Regions from separate parts of the Felis catus genome. Here region 2 is linked to region 1. The links are chromatin contacts, called in public Hi-C maps. All regions are on one chromosome and are shown on one strand. Each heading gives the region's core, a stretch centred on a gene start, on an enhancer-like site or on the middle of the called end of the contact. The rest is flanking DNA. Distances are from core to core; before and after follow the strand shown.

What was found. Hi-C and Micro-C count contacts between places; a contact is called where the count stands out from the background.
Region 2: a contact with region 1 is called in a Hi-C map of skin fibroblasts, with 3 times the contacts expected there. The contact joins the promoter of NBEAL2 here to the enhancer-like site in region 1. A contact is called at or near these places in 2 of 3 Hi-C or Micro-C datasets (fibroblasts and skin fibroblasts).

What each region holds. Positions count from the first base shown.
Region 1 is chrA2:16,432,231-16,439,436 of F.catus_Fca126_mat1.0, reverse strand. It overlaps CCDC12 (coiled-coil domain-containing protein 12), which reads left to right. Exons shown (of 7, transcript XM_006928690.4): 3 at 1,413-1,492; 4 at 3,112-3,173; 5 at 3,394-3,428; 6 at 4,502-4,578; 7 at 4,674-5,033. The coding sequence ends at 4,756. Among named protein-coding and RNA genes, the nearest start is that of PTH1R, 43 kb to the right of the region's middle. Within about 2 kb of position 2,921, at least 3 of the 10 cell types and tissues checked have an H3K27ac peak or open chromatin away from gene starts, as enhancers often do.
Region 2 is chrA2:16,487,548-16,494,753 of F.catus_Fca126_mat1.0, reverse strand. It overlaps NBEAL2 (neurobeachin-like protein 2), which reads right to left and starts at 3,789. Exons shown (of 55, transcript XM_023248199.2): 1 at 3,496-3,789. The coding sequence starts at 3,546. It overlaps CCDC12 (coiled-coil domain-containing protein 12), which reads left to right and starts at 6,184. Exons shown (of 7, transcript XM_006928690.4): 1 at 6,184-6,336. The coding sequence starts at 6,241.

The sequences.
Region 1 (7,206 bases), core at 1,672-4,171:
ACCAGCAGGCCTGCAGGAGGCGCTAGAAGGTAGAGGACAGGGTGGGTGTCCTGCTCTTAGCGCCGTGGACTCTGGGCATGGGGCCCTGGCAGAGAAGGGGGCTGCCAGAGCTGGTGATAGGGACTGGTTGGCAACAGAAAGCTCCCAGATTCAGACCTCTGCCACTTGCTGGGTGTGTGGCCACAGACACCTGCTGCCTCATCTGTAGAACAACTTGCCTGCACAGGGGACCTCAGCAGCGGTTTTGCCCGGCACAGAGGGTTTGGTAGGTGATGGACTGTGGGAGCCCTCCTGCTGGGAAAACCATCCCTGGACTTCTGAGGGGCCAGCAGCCGTTGAGGGGCTCAGAAGACGTAGCGAAGGAGGACCCACCTCCCAGGCTCACCTGGTTGGCATGTCAGGAGGCTGTTCTGCTTCCCTAGAGTGGAAATGGTCTGTCCCACAGTCTGTCTTGCCTTTATGAAGCAGCAGCCCCCACATGCAAAGTGTCACTTTGCCAGCCCGTGGAGGGAGCCTGGGGCCGTTTCTCCTGTGGTCAAGCTTCCCTGTGTGGGGGTCGGGATTGATGAGCTGCTGAGCCAGGGAGACCCCAGCACACGCCTGGTGTGGAGGCCACCCCTGCCCAAGGGGACTGACGTGAGAGGAAAGTAACAGCGCTGTTGCTGGCCGGGCCCAGTGTGTGATCCTGGTCCCTCACAGCTCCCCTCCCTTCACGGAGGTCTTGGGGTCTGCCCAGTAGCGTTTTAAAGCCCTCTTGTGGGCGCGGGGCCATGCAGTTCTTCCGGCTATCCCAGCCTTGCACGCTGTCGTGCCTGTCCTTCACCCTTGCCGGCTACTCCTCGCACGCACACACCCCTGCCACCAGGAGCTGAGGTCTGTGCCAGCGGCTCCAGGCCACAAAGGCTCTAAGAAGGAAGCCAGGCTTGGAGAAACAGTGGGTGACCACCGGCTTTGTCCTGTAGGGGAAACTCAGCCCGGGAGCTCCGGCCCTGACTCCGGGTCAGACGCTGCAGCCACTGCTGTGAGACCTTATGAAAATGCTCCAGTCTCTCTGACCCTCAGTTCTCCCGGCTGTCAGATGGGGCTCATCCAGGAGAGACAGCCAGAGAATGCTCCCAGGCATCCCTGGCCCCAGCTCTGGGCGAACCTACGGTGCGGGCGGGGCCTTGGCGGAGTGACCCGCCCAGCTGCTCCCCGGCAGATGACGGGGCTGCATGGAGAGGGGGGCCCGTCCCTATGGTCCTTCTGTTCCCGTGCTCTCCCTCTTCACCAGGCCGTCTCCAGAGAGACCGGAGGAAAGTCTAGAAGTCACCGGCTCGTGTGGCTTCCTCACAGTCCGACCTTCAGGTGTACGAGGTGAACGAGACTGCCACGTGCTTCGCTCCATCTCTGCTTGTCATCTCCTCTCATAGGGAACTCAGGCTGCGGAACTATGTCCCAGAGGACGAGGACCTGAAGAGGAGGAGGGTGCCCCAGGCCAAGCCAGTCGCCGGTAGGTGGGCCGCAGCTTTCCACCTCCAAGGCGCCGTCAGCCGCCTCCACGTTGTCAGGTGTCGTCCTCTCTTGGAGGGTAACTGGCAGTGCCAGGCCTGGAAGTTGGGCCTCCAGGACCCCTGGCAACGTCTCACAGCCATCCAGAAGTGGTCAGTGCTGAGTGACAGCAGAGAGGTGGTCAGGGCACGGCTGGAGGGCCTTCCGGGGACCTGCGAGAGAAGAGGCCCCATTCCCCTAAAGGACCTCTCTGGGCTGAGACGTGGAAGGGGCAACAGGGGCAGGGGCATAGGTGGGGATGGATCCTGGCGGCACTTGGGGGTCAGAGTGAGAGACCCTGGAGAAGAGCTGACCACTCAGGTGCTCAGAGAGCAGCGGGCGGGCAGGTGCCCGCCGGCTGCGAGGCGTGGCAGTGCCAGAGCGCAGAGGATGGAGAAGGTGTCCCTGACGGCAGGTGTCCCTGTGTGAGCGGCCTGGCCGTGGGGCTGCCCGGTCTCGTGGCGTGGGGAGCAGCACAGCAGCCGGGAGCTTCTGGAGATGCTCCACACTGGAGATGCAGAACACTTACCACGTAGACCCCTGGCCCTGTTTTTATCCTTCGTTTCTGTTACCAGTTTCTAATTATACAAATTATAAATGAATAAGTACATTTATCTTGAAGACAGCAAATTGTTGCCCATTCAGCCACCCCCGCCCCACCCTCGTCTACTTCCCCAGTTGTTCACCTCAAGATTCGTGTGCTTCTTAGGTGGTTCGCTTCGTGGTTTGGGCCCCCATGGTGGGGGCAGTAGGCGGGACCGGGGAGAGGGGCGGGGAGTGGTCCCGTCCTGCGGCTTCAGCATCTGTGGCTGGAGGCAGGTGAGGCAACATGTGGCCACAGTGACGGGGAGTGGTGGGGGGGGGGGGGGTGGCGGTGGGGGTGGTTGGAGGAAGCGTCCGGAGCCCAGACTTGTTAGTGCGCCTGGGTCTAGGCAGGCTCTCCTGCTCTCCCCACCCAGGGTTAGGGTTAGGGTTAGGGTTAGGGTTAGGGTTAGGGTGCCGTCAGCCGCTGGGCATAGCTGGGAGGCGCGTGAGGTCAGGGCTCCCCAAGGTGGGGAGCATGTATCCTTGCGAGCACATATCCAAGTGGGATGGGAAGAAAAGCCACCTGTGCCCCAGCTAGTCCAGGGCCCAGAGGATGTCCTCAGAGCCCAGGAGCCCCTGGAGATTGTGGGAAAGCCAGTCCTCACAGCTCTTCGCAGAACCATCCTGTGGATATACCAAGGCAGCTCTCTCATTTCCCAGCTGGGGAGAAGGGCCGAGAATACTGGCCATGCTTCCCTGCTGGAGGTCTGGGCTCTGTCTACTCTAGCCGTCTGCCTCCTGCCGGCCCTCCTTCGCCCCAGGTTGGCTGTCATCCGGGGAAACCCAGGCCTGCCTCCACGGCTGCCTTTGCAGAGTCTTCGCCTCTGGAGGTTGGGTGCCCCGGGAGAGGTGGGGGTGAGAGAGCCCAGGGTCTCGGGGGGAGCCCGTTCCGCACCCTCCCCCTCTCCCGTGCGGGGTGCCGGGTGTGCCTCGTGGGCCTCAGGGAGAGTGGCGGCCCCTTTCCGAAGGCCTGTGTTGTTGTCTTGCACCCTCTAGTGGAAGAGAAGGTGAAGGAGCAGCTGGAGGCCGCCAAACCAGAGCCCGTCATCGAGGAAGTGGTGAGTGGCCCCCGTCGTGGGCCCTTTTCTCCTCCCCCACGGCTCTCCTCCCTCCTACTTCCCTCTTCCTCCTCTCCACTTCTACATTCCCTTCCACCCCCTTTTCCCACACCCCTCCTTTCTCCCTCCCTTTCTCCCACTTTCTGCCTCAGTCCCCTGTCTGCCCACGTGCCCTGGAGCAGGGGCCCTCCGGTCCTGACACGTGTCTCTTCCTCCCCAGGACCTGGCCAACCTCGCGCCCCGGAAGCCTGACTGGTGAGTGCCGCCGCTGCAGGACTCGCGCGGACCCACCGGCCGCTCTGGGTGCCAGACACGGCCCTCGGGCTGGGCCTCTCCCACCTCACAGCAGGGAGACGGACAGTGTGGACACTTGCTGTCCAAAGAACGTGCTGACAGGACAGAAGTGGAGAATGAGAGGGTGGCCATGGGGGTGACACCTGGAGGGCGGGGGAGGGGCTCCGGGAGGGTGAGGAGCAGCAGTCCCTTGAAGAAGTCCCTGTTGCAAGGGTGGGGGTCCGGCCACCTCAGAGAGCTCCATTTGAGCAAGGCCGGCCTTGGCCCTCAAGGAGCCACAGGATGGAGGCGAGAGGATGGGGAGGGCAGGTATAGATTGATGCCCAGTTCTGCTGCCACTGGCCTGTTGTGCTTTGTCCTCAGTTTCCTCTTCTGTGAAATGGGGCTGCTCATCCTTTCCCGATGCCCCTGTGACCAGGCTGATACAGAGTGGGGGAGAGAGGGGCCATGTGGCCTGGGGCTTGTGTTCTGCTTGACCTTGGGCCAGAGGTGCAGGCCACATCCCTCACCAGCGATTCTGTGACAAGTACAGCACCACCGAAGGTGTTCTCATTTGTCGAAACAGAAGCACGGGGCATGTGTCCTCCGAATCCCTGGGCAGGGAGAATAGGCTGTGTGTGCACTTCTGGAAGCTCCTGGTGGTGAGGGTGAGCACACGGCTAGAGGAGGAGCAGGACCCACAGTGGGCTAGGGCAGGTCACTCCCTGATGGTGACCGAGGGGACCAGGCTGAGAGGGACCCTGAGATAACACCCACCCTCGCACACCTTGACTCGGTCCCGTGTTTGGTGGGTCTGCGCCATCAGTCGCTGCCTCAGCGGGACACGGAAGGGTGACTGCTGCTGGGTTTTGGAGGGTGCAGAAAGGGAGAGAGGAGCTTCCTGGCCTCCTCCCCAGGGTGGTCTCCTCCCCGCGGTGGTCTCCTCAGGCAGCTGAGTGTGATTCCTAATGCCAGAGGGGCTTTGGGAGGGGAGGGTCCCAAGGCCACACCAAGCCAGTCTTCAACTTCGGCCTCCTCACACCTGCCTGCTCCAGGGACCTCAAGAGAGACGTAGCCAAGAAACTAGAGAAGCTAGAAAAACGGACCCAGAGGGCCATTGCCGAGCTGATCCGTAAGTGCAGGGCCTGGCGAGGCGGGATCCCTGCCCTCTGGGTGGTGGCCCAAGCACAGGGCCCCTCCCCACTCCTCTGTCTGTCCCTCATCCAGGTGAGAGGCTGAAAGGCCAAGAGGACAGCCTGGCCTCTGCAGTGGACGCCACCACCGAGCAAGAGGCCTGTGACTCTGACTGAGGCACGCCATGTCCCCTTGCCCCTGTCAGGCCTGTCCTGTGGGTGGGTGGTCTCGGGCAAGGGTGGGGCTGGGCTTGCTGTTACCTCCAGAGCCAAACCGCCCCATCAGCCTGAAACCCCCGCCGTGGGGTGAGGTCAGCTCCTTGTCTCCTGAGTGGTCCCCGTCACCCCGACAGGGGCAGAGCTGACAGCAACCCTGTGGGCTTGCTGTGTCTGTACATATGTATGTATTTTGAACTTTCTTTTATCTCTAGAAATAGAAACAAGCAGACCTGTATGTGCGCCAGAAACCTGTCAATATTTTCTGAGTCCTGGGGCGCTGTGGGTTTGGGCCCCAAGGCAAAGCAGAGGTGAAGCTTAGTATGAGTAAGTGCTGTGTTGGGCTGGGCATGTTGAGGCTGGAGGGGTGCAAAAGGCCCAGGCCTGACCTTCTGAGTCCAGAAGGTAGTCGTGTCAAAACCCACAGGTGACAGAGACCGAGTCTGAGAGAAACCTCGCGGGCCTGGGCCTCGCAGCAGTCTGTGGGACAGCGTGGAGGGGCTCCCACCCTGGTCCTCTGTGGACTCCCTCACAGTGTGAGAGAGGCTAGGGGTGTGGAGGGGGTGCACTGTGCCTGGCAAGGCTCCATTCTGGGCCGCTCCAGATTCCAGGCCCCTGGTGCTGTTCTCTCTCACCCTGCACAACCCCAAGCAGCCCTTCTCCCCACAACACAGTTGGAGCTAGACTGTGGCTTCTCTGGGACAGGGCCCCTGTATTGGGGAGGGTGGCTCATATAGACTAGGGTATCATAGCTTTGGTTTTGAGTGTGGTCATGGACCCTGGGTCCCCAGGGTCCTGGCATTAGGACCGTGAGCCTTCTCTGGAGCTGACTCTCCAGAGTGACTGGCTGGCCACAACTCCCGAGTCCAAGTACCTGTGGCCAGCTAGAATTTCATGACCAGAATGATTACACTCTTGAGTCTCCTTCAGGGTTTCCCCTTGAGCCTCCCACCCCCGCCCTGTGTCATTCCAGGGTGTCATCCCCTCTGTGCTCAGTCGGAGGAACACATGGCCTGGCTCTGGCAGACAGTGCCGAGGACCCAGGTCATAGTGGTGGAGTGAGTGTGTGCACACAGAGACCGGCATGCTCATACAAAAAAGTAAATGCTTTCAGCTAAAAGTACGCAACTACCCGAGGAAGGTAATTTGTGCAGAAAGGGAGCAGAAACTTGCAGGGATGATAGGGCTAAAGTGGCAGGTGGCTGGCTGAGCAGTGGGCAACCCAGCACTCTGGTTCCCACACCAGTGGGGGTTAGACATGCCCACAGGTGTCAGGTCTAAAGCCACACTCCTTCTGCAAAGCAGCGTCTGGAGCTGTGCTTCCCTTCCTGGGAATAAAGGATAAGAAGGTGTCCCTGGCCCAGGACTGCTGTAGGAAGTGGGGTGCTCGTCCGTGACAGTGTGAGACTCACACGTGGTGACTGGCGGCTAGCTTTCCACCAGGACTAGAGTGTGGCCAGCCCCACAGAACAAGAGCCCCGAGTGCTGATGAGAAGTTTCCTTCTGCATTTACAGCTCTCTATGCCTATAGAAAACTGCCAGGCAGAGAGAGAGAGGAGAACAAAAACCATCACACACGATGGGCACTTAGACTCACATTACAAAATATGTGAGAAAATCCCAACACCTTGAAGAATGGCTACCATCCCAACATGTGGAAGAATTTACACCCAAGGAAGCTGAAACAGTTACATCCTAACAGGCTTTTAAAATGAGTGTTTGTTTTATTACCACAGAGATAAAAGAGGGACTGAGCCCCATGTCTCAGGAACAGGGATTAGGCATGAGGAAGATCTGTTTAGAAATCTTGGAAACAAAGAATGTTTATGAAAATAAGCAGCGCGCGCGCGCACACACACACACACACACACACACACACACTCAGCAACTCACTGGAGGAACTAATAATAACAAAGAAGGAATTGATAAATTGGAAGGGAAAGCTGAAGCTCTAAAAGGTGGCAGAGAGAGAGAAAGAAGAGGGAGAGGGCGGGTTGAGAACCTTGACGTACTGCTCGATGGCCTTTAGTGGACAGGAGATGGAGAAAAGAAACCTGGAGACAGAAGGTACTTGAAGAAGGAATGGCTGACCACGTCTGTTTCTGGCATCACAGTAGAATAGTTGCCTGAAGTGATCCTCCCTTTGCAAACAGCTAAAAACACTAGGTAAATAAGTCATTACAACAAATACTTTTTAAATGCATCACTGATCTGGCAAGAAAGTCAGGAACACTCAAGCAAGTAGGTAAGAGAAGCAGCAGAATGCTGAAGCCTGACCTTTGCCTTGAAGATATGTAACAAACCAGCTGAAACCAGTCTTGGTTTTTGGGGTCCTTGGTGCCTGGGGCTAAGATAACGCAATGCTGTGCATAAATGAGGGGCCTGGTAGGAGAGCCCTCCAGAAAGCTGGG
Region 2 (7,206 bases), core at 2,540-5,039, 54 kb before region 1:
TTGTTTCCATGGGGACCCCACACTTCCACATCAGCTCCCCAGTTGCCATGACAACTCCAGGGATTACCAGCCCCTCCCCCCACGCCTGGGCTCTGTGCTACTCTCCCCATCACCTCAGTCCTGCCCCGTCAGCTGCCTTAGGAATAAAGGCAGGGAAGAGGAAACCCTGGTTGCTCCTCTGAGGTATAAGCACTAAGGAGGCTATTCTGCCTCGCTTTTCCCCATTTGAAGAGGGTAAACTGAGGCACGGGGAGGCATATGATCCAGCTAAAGTCCCAGAGGAAGCAGAGGGCCTGACCAGGTTTCCATGAAGCAGTGGAGGTCAGCAGTCAGGTTAAGGACCAGTGAGGGGTGAACAGAGCAACCTCACCTCCAGCTCCAACCTGACCTCCCTGGAACCCCGCGTCCTCAAAGACGTAACTGGAGAGTTCAGCCTGGGCTCCCCACCTGTAACCTGAATGTCTGACCTGTCCTGACCCTGGCGGCCCTGAGCGCCCCCAGATGCCATGCCCCCCAGCACTCCCTTTCACTGGGGGGCCGTTGAGCAACACTACTGCTCCGCCCAAAGAGGGGCTGCTCGTGGGCGTGTTATTTTGCATAACTTTTACATGCTGCCCAACTGCCAGCCTGCTGGCTGCTGTTCCCAGTCCTCCTGTCCTCACCCCCTTGCTAGCCCTCCCTGGGGAAGCTCCCACCTATCGCCTAGGCACCCCCTCACTCCTGACAACTGGCCTCTCGTGCTTCCCACTGCCTTGTGCTGGCTCCTGGAGTTCCCATCCCCTCTGCCCACAAGGCCCAAACTAAGCCTCCGAGGGCATGACAGGTCACTGCTGTGGGGCCTGTCTCCTGCATCCAGCCACTCAGCTAACACGTGCGGAGCCTCTGCGAAACGTGAGGTGGGGGGAAACTGCCAAGTAGCAAGCACAGCGAGGGTGAAAATGGGGACCTGCCTGATCTGAGGTCCAGCCCAATCAGGGGGACAGGAGACAAAGTCTCCCCCAAACGGGAAGGAGAAGACTCCATGCAGAGGAAACAGCTTGTGCTGTCCCAGGGTGCAGACCCACCTAAGGCTTCCTGCCCACAGAACTAGACCTTTCCCAGGACAGAGACTGGGTCAGAACTCTGCCGGACTCTGCCCCAAATGTGTCCGATGACCTTGGTATGACCCTGCCTTGGTTTCCCTACCAGGGCCCCGAGGGGCTCAGATTGAGTGATGTCCAAGGGCTACTCCTCCCTCAGCAGTGCTCCTTCCCCACTTGTGGCCCCTAGAGGGAGGGGGGTGGGCGGGTCTGAACCTGGGGTCTGTGAGGAGAAAGGAAGGGCAGAAAGGGGGGGTGCTCCCCTGGGCGGGCCTAGACCCACAACTGGGAAAACAGGTTTGCCAGCTGATGTCAGCTCTCTGCTGAGGGGAGGGGCACGGGAGAACCTTCTGACTGGGTGGCTGGCCAACTGAGGGGTCTCTTAACACAGCACCCTCTATCAGTCTTACCTTATCTTACCCCTCCCCCAAGTGCGCACACACACACACACACACACACACACACACACACACACACACAATAGGTCCCCAGCAGGGCTCAAAGTAGCACAGCCACCACTCCCTGGGAGCCCAGCATGGAGGGGTGGGGACCTGTTCCGAGAGCAGGAGCAGGACCATGTGGGCAGGAAGGCAGCACTGGGAGGTTGGCCGAAGCTTCCGGTTCATACTCACATCCTGGATTTGTTTGCTCGGCCCTAGGCCACCCCCTGACTGCCCAGGCTTCTGGGGCTACAACCAGCCAGCCCGTGCCCCAGACCTGCCCTGATGAAGTGAGGAGCTGGAAGGGAGAGGGGACTCAGCACAGATGAGTGCTAACCCCCCCCCCCCACCGAGGGAATAGGGGGGCTGACCATTTGCAGAACTCAACTAGAAGGGTAGGCAACCACGCTATGCTGGAGGTACAGTCCTGGAAGACAGTACCAAGGTAACCTGAAGACCCACCATTAACGTCCCTCAGACTCATTATCTGGTTCAAGTGCCCCCTCCCCCCGCCCCGCCTTCATCTGGTCACCGCGGGGAAGAAACTGAGGACCAAGAACTTGCCCACAGCCACATGGGCAATCAGACGCATGGGGGCCAGGGGCAGATTTCCTTCTGAATCTTTTCCCTTCCCAAAGACCAACCCTTGGAGATGTCAACAGAGAGACCTGGATAAGGGAACCCAAGGAAGCAGGAACTTTCTCTGGCTCAGACAAGCCACACTGGCTACTTCTCTTCGGAGTCTAAGCTACCCTGAGATCAAGGGTATGCCAAATTTACAGATAGAGACTCAGAGGTGTAAAGAGCTTGCCCTGGGTCACACACGCTGCCTCCTGCCAGGGGCCTGGACCTCTCACCACCTAAGGGGACTCCATAAACTGTGGCACTTATGGCCTGTATTCTAGGTCCCTAGGGCCCCCCAGATCCAGCCTGCAGTCCTAGGAGACAGTCAGCCAGCCTCTTCACAGAGGGCCAGCTGATCTGGTCATGAACTTCCCCCTAGTGACGAGATCAGGGGCACACAATAGCCCATTGTGCCCAGGGCACACCTGAGCCAGCAGCATGATGCCAGGCAGGTGTAGGGAGGGAGGCTGATGCTAGGTGAAGAGGAGGGGGGCATTACCCTGGAATCCCTCCCTGCTGTGAAAGCAGAAGGAAAGTGGGAGCCTATGTGTGTGAGACACAGACTTTGGGGGACACCAGATTTTCAGCTCTGACAGGACACCTGGGTCAGAGTCACTCCCTTCACCTTCAGAGGCCACTTGAGGTAGTCTCCGAGACAGGACAGGGAACTCAGGAGGGGAGGGCCTCCCTCCATCCCTTTCAAACATCCCTCCTAGCTCACCTCCCCTACCCCCTCCTTCTGCATCCAAGGCAAATCTTTCCTTCTGGCTGGACCCCCAGGAGGTAGGGGCCTCCTCGGTCAGGGTCAGGGAGGAGCTCATCACTGCTGGTGCCCTGGTGGGGAGCAGTCTGAGTTGACTCAAATCAGGTCAAAGCAGGACCCTACCTTTCCACCTCGCCTGCTGGCACCCAGAGTCCACTCCGACCCATTGACCACGACCACCCAATGGGGCCTCGCCCACAGGAGGGGCAAGCCCAAATGCAGACTAAGGCTTCCTGCCTCTCCCAACCCTCCCAGTCTCTCGTTTATTTTCCGGGCCTCAGTTTCACCATCTGTAAAAGGGGGGAAGGGTCCAGCCGTCTGTATCTGGGTCCCTCTCCTCATCAGGCACGACCGAGGCTGCGCGGTACCCAACCAGAGGCTCTGTTGAGGTGCACGCCCGCGAGGGTCATCCCCCAGGTATAAGTGCCGGAGGCACCGGCGGGCCGGGGGCGGCGCACACGTGTGTGCGGAGCCCAAGTCCGCCCGGCGCGCGCTCATCTACACGGCCCCAGGGACGCGGGGCGCAGGTGCAGCAGGCGCGGGGCTCGCGGAGCTGGGGGCACAGCGGGACCGCGTGGGGCGGGCTCACCTGAGCATAGTAGAGCAGCCACAGCTCGTACAGCCGCTCCGAGGCGGCCATGGCCCGGCCCGGCTCCGGCCCTGCTGCGCGCCACCTGCCGCCGCCGCCTCCTCCGCGCCGCCCGCCGGTTGCCCTCGGCCAGGCCCATGGGCGGAGGGCGTCACTCCGGGGCGGAGCGGCGCGGTACTACTCGGGGAAGTAGTACTGGCCCCCGCCGCGCCGAGCCACCTAAGTCTGCACGCTCCTCCTCCTCGCGGCCGGCCGCCGCCCGGCTTCCTGCACTTAGCTGCCGCTACCGCCGCCCCGCCTCTCCCGGGACCGTGCAAAGGGCGGGGAGCCCGGAGGGAGGAGGAGCTTGAGGTCAGGGCGGCCCCGGAGGGCGCCCCGCAGCCCAGCTCGCAGCCGCAGCCGCAGCCATCCCCTAACAGTGCCTTGAAAAGGGCCAATCTGAGTCTCCCTGACGAGGGCCGGGGTCAGGTTTTCCAGACTCGCCCTTAGTCTAGATCCACCCCCGGAGCAGCCCGCTTGGCTGGAATTGCCACCTTTTGTGCAAGGAAACAGGGTCTGGCGCGGGGGGGGGGGGGGGGGGGGGACTGCGGGATGCGTTCAGATGGCCAGATTCCGTCAACAAATAATGGTAACAACAGCCACGATGACACTTGTGGAGTTTACCACGTGCCTGGTGCTGTTCTAAGCACTTTCATGGGGGAGACCAAATATGCAATGTTTTTGCTTCTACTGTTTGCGGAGCAGGATGGGGGAAATCAGAGCGCAAGCAGCAGGGCATTCCCAAAATACCTCCGGAGAAGCAGTGCCCTCCACCTGTCCCGCAGATCCCTGGAAGATTTAGGCAGTCCTCACGGATCCCCTCTTCAAAGGATCCTCCTAGATATTCCAGTGGAGGCATCCTCCACTCCAGGGCTCAGTACTTGGCGTCACATCTTTTGTTTTCTTTAATCTCAAGAGGTTGAAGGCAGGAGGATGTCTCATGCCTCTGTTTTACAGATGGAGAAATTGAGGCCCAGATAAGCCAAATGAGAATCACTTGGGTAGCCAGGGACAGCGTGGACAGGGATGGAGGCCTGACTGACTCTTTGCTGGGCCATTGCCACCATCACCACTGGACCCCTCTCTCCTCCCCAAACCAGCCTGCCCTGGAGGTGAGGGGTCCCCTGGTGTTGGGCAGGGGTCAGGCCCTGTGTTGGAGTTGGGAAGTTTGTGAGGCTCAGAAAGGTACTATCAGCTAGAGGAACTCGAGGAGTCTGGAGTCCCCTAGACCTTGAGTGGCCAAGAGAAGACGGACTGTCTGCAGGTCCCATCCTTTTCTGTCCTCCTGGCTTCTTAGGCAGCCTTTCCACTCTGGCTTTTTTTCCTGCTCTGTCCATCCTACCTCTGAGGTGACATTTCCTGAGCACTCACTACCTGTGAATGAGGTTCTGTCAGGTCACCCCTCCTGATGCAGGGGAACAAGGCACCAAAAGGCTAGTGAGGTCAAGGGTTGTTTTGGAGGGACTGAACAAAGGTCTTGTGGCACAGGAGCCTTTGAGGGGAACTGGGAGGAGTGGGCATTCACCTGCTACCAGCCTGGGAAGGGAGGCCCCAAGCAGGAAACAGCTTTGCTGAGACAAGTCGTGGTATGTGTTGGCGGGGTGGGGGTGGGGGGGGCATGGCCTCTGTGTGGCTTTTGGGACCTTGACATCCTATCAGAAGATCTTGACTTCAGAGGCACCTGTGTGGCTCAGTCGGTTAAGTGCCCAACTTTGGCTCAGGTCATGATCTTACAGTTCATGGGTTTGAGCCCTGCATCAGGCTCTGTGCTGGCAGCTCCGAGGCTGGAGCCTGCTTTGGATTCTGTGTCTCCCTCTCTCTCAGCCCCGCCCCTGCTTGTCCTCAGATTCTCCCTCAAAAATGAATAAACGTTAAAAAAAAAAAAAAGGGTCTTGACTTCAGCCAAAGTGGTCTCCTGGTTGTCTGGGCATTCTGGTTAATGCAGGAAAGACCCTGGCGGCTCCTGCTGGGGAGCAATGCACCTCTTGGCCACTTGTAGTCAAGGCCAAACCAACTCTCAGCTTAGTTCTCAGGAACTAAGCTCAGGAGGTTCCTGGGGCCCACTGGGCCAGGTTGGGTAGTCTGACCCTGAGTACTTTGCTGCTTCAGGGTGCTTGGAGGTGGGAGGGGATCATCCTTGAGGCCGAGGAAATGGCCACTGCGCAGGAGCTGAGAGTCCTGAGAGTAGTAGACACAGAAGCGCATGAACAAGTGCATCGGGAGCCACTTGATAGCAGCAGAGGAAGGAAGAGGCAGATCTCTTATTAAACTAGGATGGGAGTGGAGAGTCAGGGAAGACTTCTTTGAAGGTATTCGGGCCTTGAAGAATCAGGACAAGTGGATACGGAGGGTCAGCACATTCCAAGTGGCCGATACGAGCGCGCTGGGGTTTGCGCATGCTTAGGCAAAAGCCATGCGATCGACGCGCTCTATCCTCCTTCACTCAGGTCTGATTCCACTTGCTACTTTCTCACTGATTGGCATTGGACGAATCGAGCCTTACAACCTTTCTCTTTGCCGTGCCCTCCCCCAACAGGCGAAGCGAGTCGCGGGGAAAGATAGGGCGGGCCCTCCTATAGCAACTCGGTATTGATTGGCTTTCGAGACTTCCTGTTCTCCCATTCCCGTCCCTGGATTGGCCACCAGAGGTTCATCTACTCCCTGGGCCTGCGCATTGCGGGACGAGGGAAGCGGCGGGCGGGTAACATGGCCGCTACTGCGGCTGGTGTGGGCCGGCTAGAGGAAGAGGCGTTGCGGCGAAAGGAACGGCTGAAAGCCCTACGGGAAAAAACCGGGCGCAAGGTGAGGAATGCGGAGTGAGGGCCGTGGATGAGGTAGTCAGCGTTGGGATCCAGAACAGGGACGAGAGGACAGGAAAGTAAGAAAAGGCAGCTGCTAAGGACGCGCATGCGCGCCCGTCTGGAGCATGCGCGAGGAGTCGTAGCCCGCCTACCAAGTCTGTGCGCACAAACTGCCTGGGACTCTTGGCGCTGATGCTGTGGTCGCGCATGCGCGGGGGTGGGGCGGGCAGTGGTGAGCGCGCTACGGTCTTCACTACTGTCTGGTGTTTCCCGCGTGGGTCTCCTGGGCAACTTCTAAGTTGGAGATGCTCGTTGGATTAGGTGTGATTTTTTTTTTCGCGTATGAGCGCCCTGAATCATCCGTTTCCCCACGACCCAGCCGGCCTTCCATCTCTGGTGAAATTCACTGAATTTGGCAGACGCCTGCCCACCAGTGCGCCTTGGGCACGGCAGTACGAGACTGTGCTCTGGGCGTTGAGCTGGAGTCGATGAGTACAAAGTCTAAAAAGAAAACCCCAATTTCTTGGTCATGGTGCACCTCAGGGAAAGGGGAGAACACTTCCCAGGCTACTTCTCTGGGGATGGATCTCCTAGTCCTATTAGTGGCCAAACTTGGAAGCCTCTTCTTTGCTTTTGTTTGACACCAAAATAGTCCGATTACATTTCCACTTTCTTGATCTTTCTGAGTAATCAGGAGGAAGGAGAACTCTGAAGTTCATTACCTGTGCGAAGTTCATAACCCTGTCCCTGTCACTTGGGGTCGTGGGACTCAGGACAAATGGCTTCATCTCCTTGATCCTGTTTCTTTTTAATTTTGTTTGTTTGTTTATTTATTTATTTATTTATTTTAAAATTTTTTTTTTCAACGTTT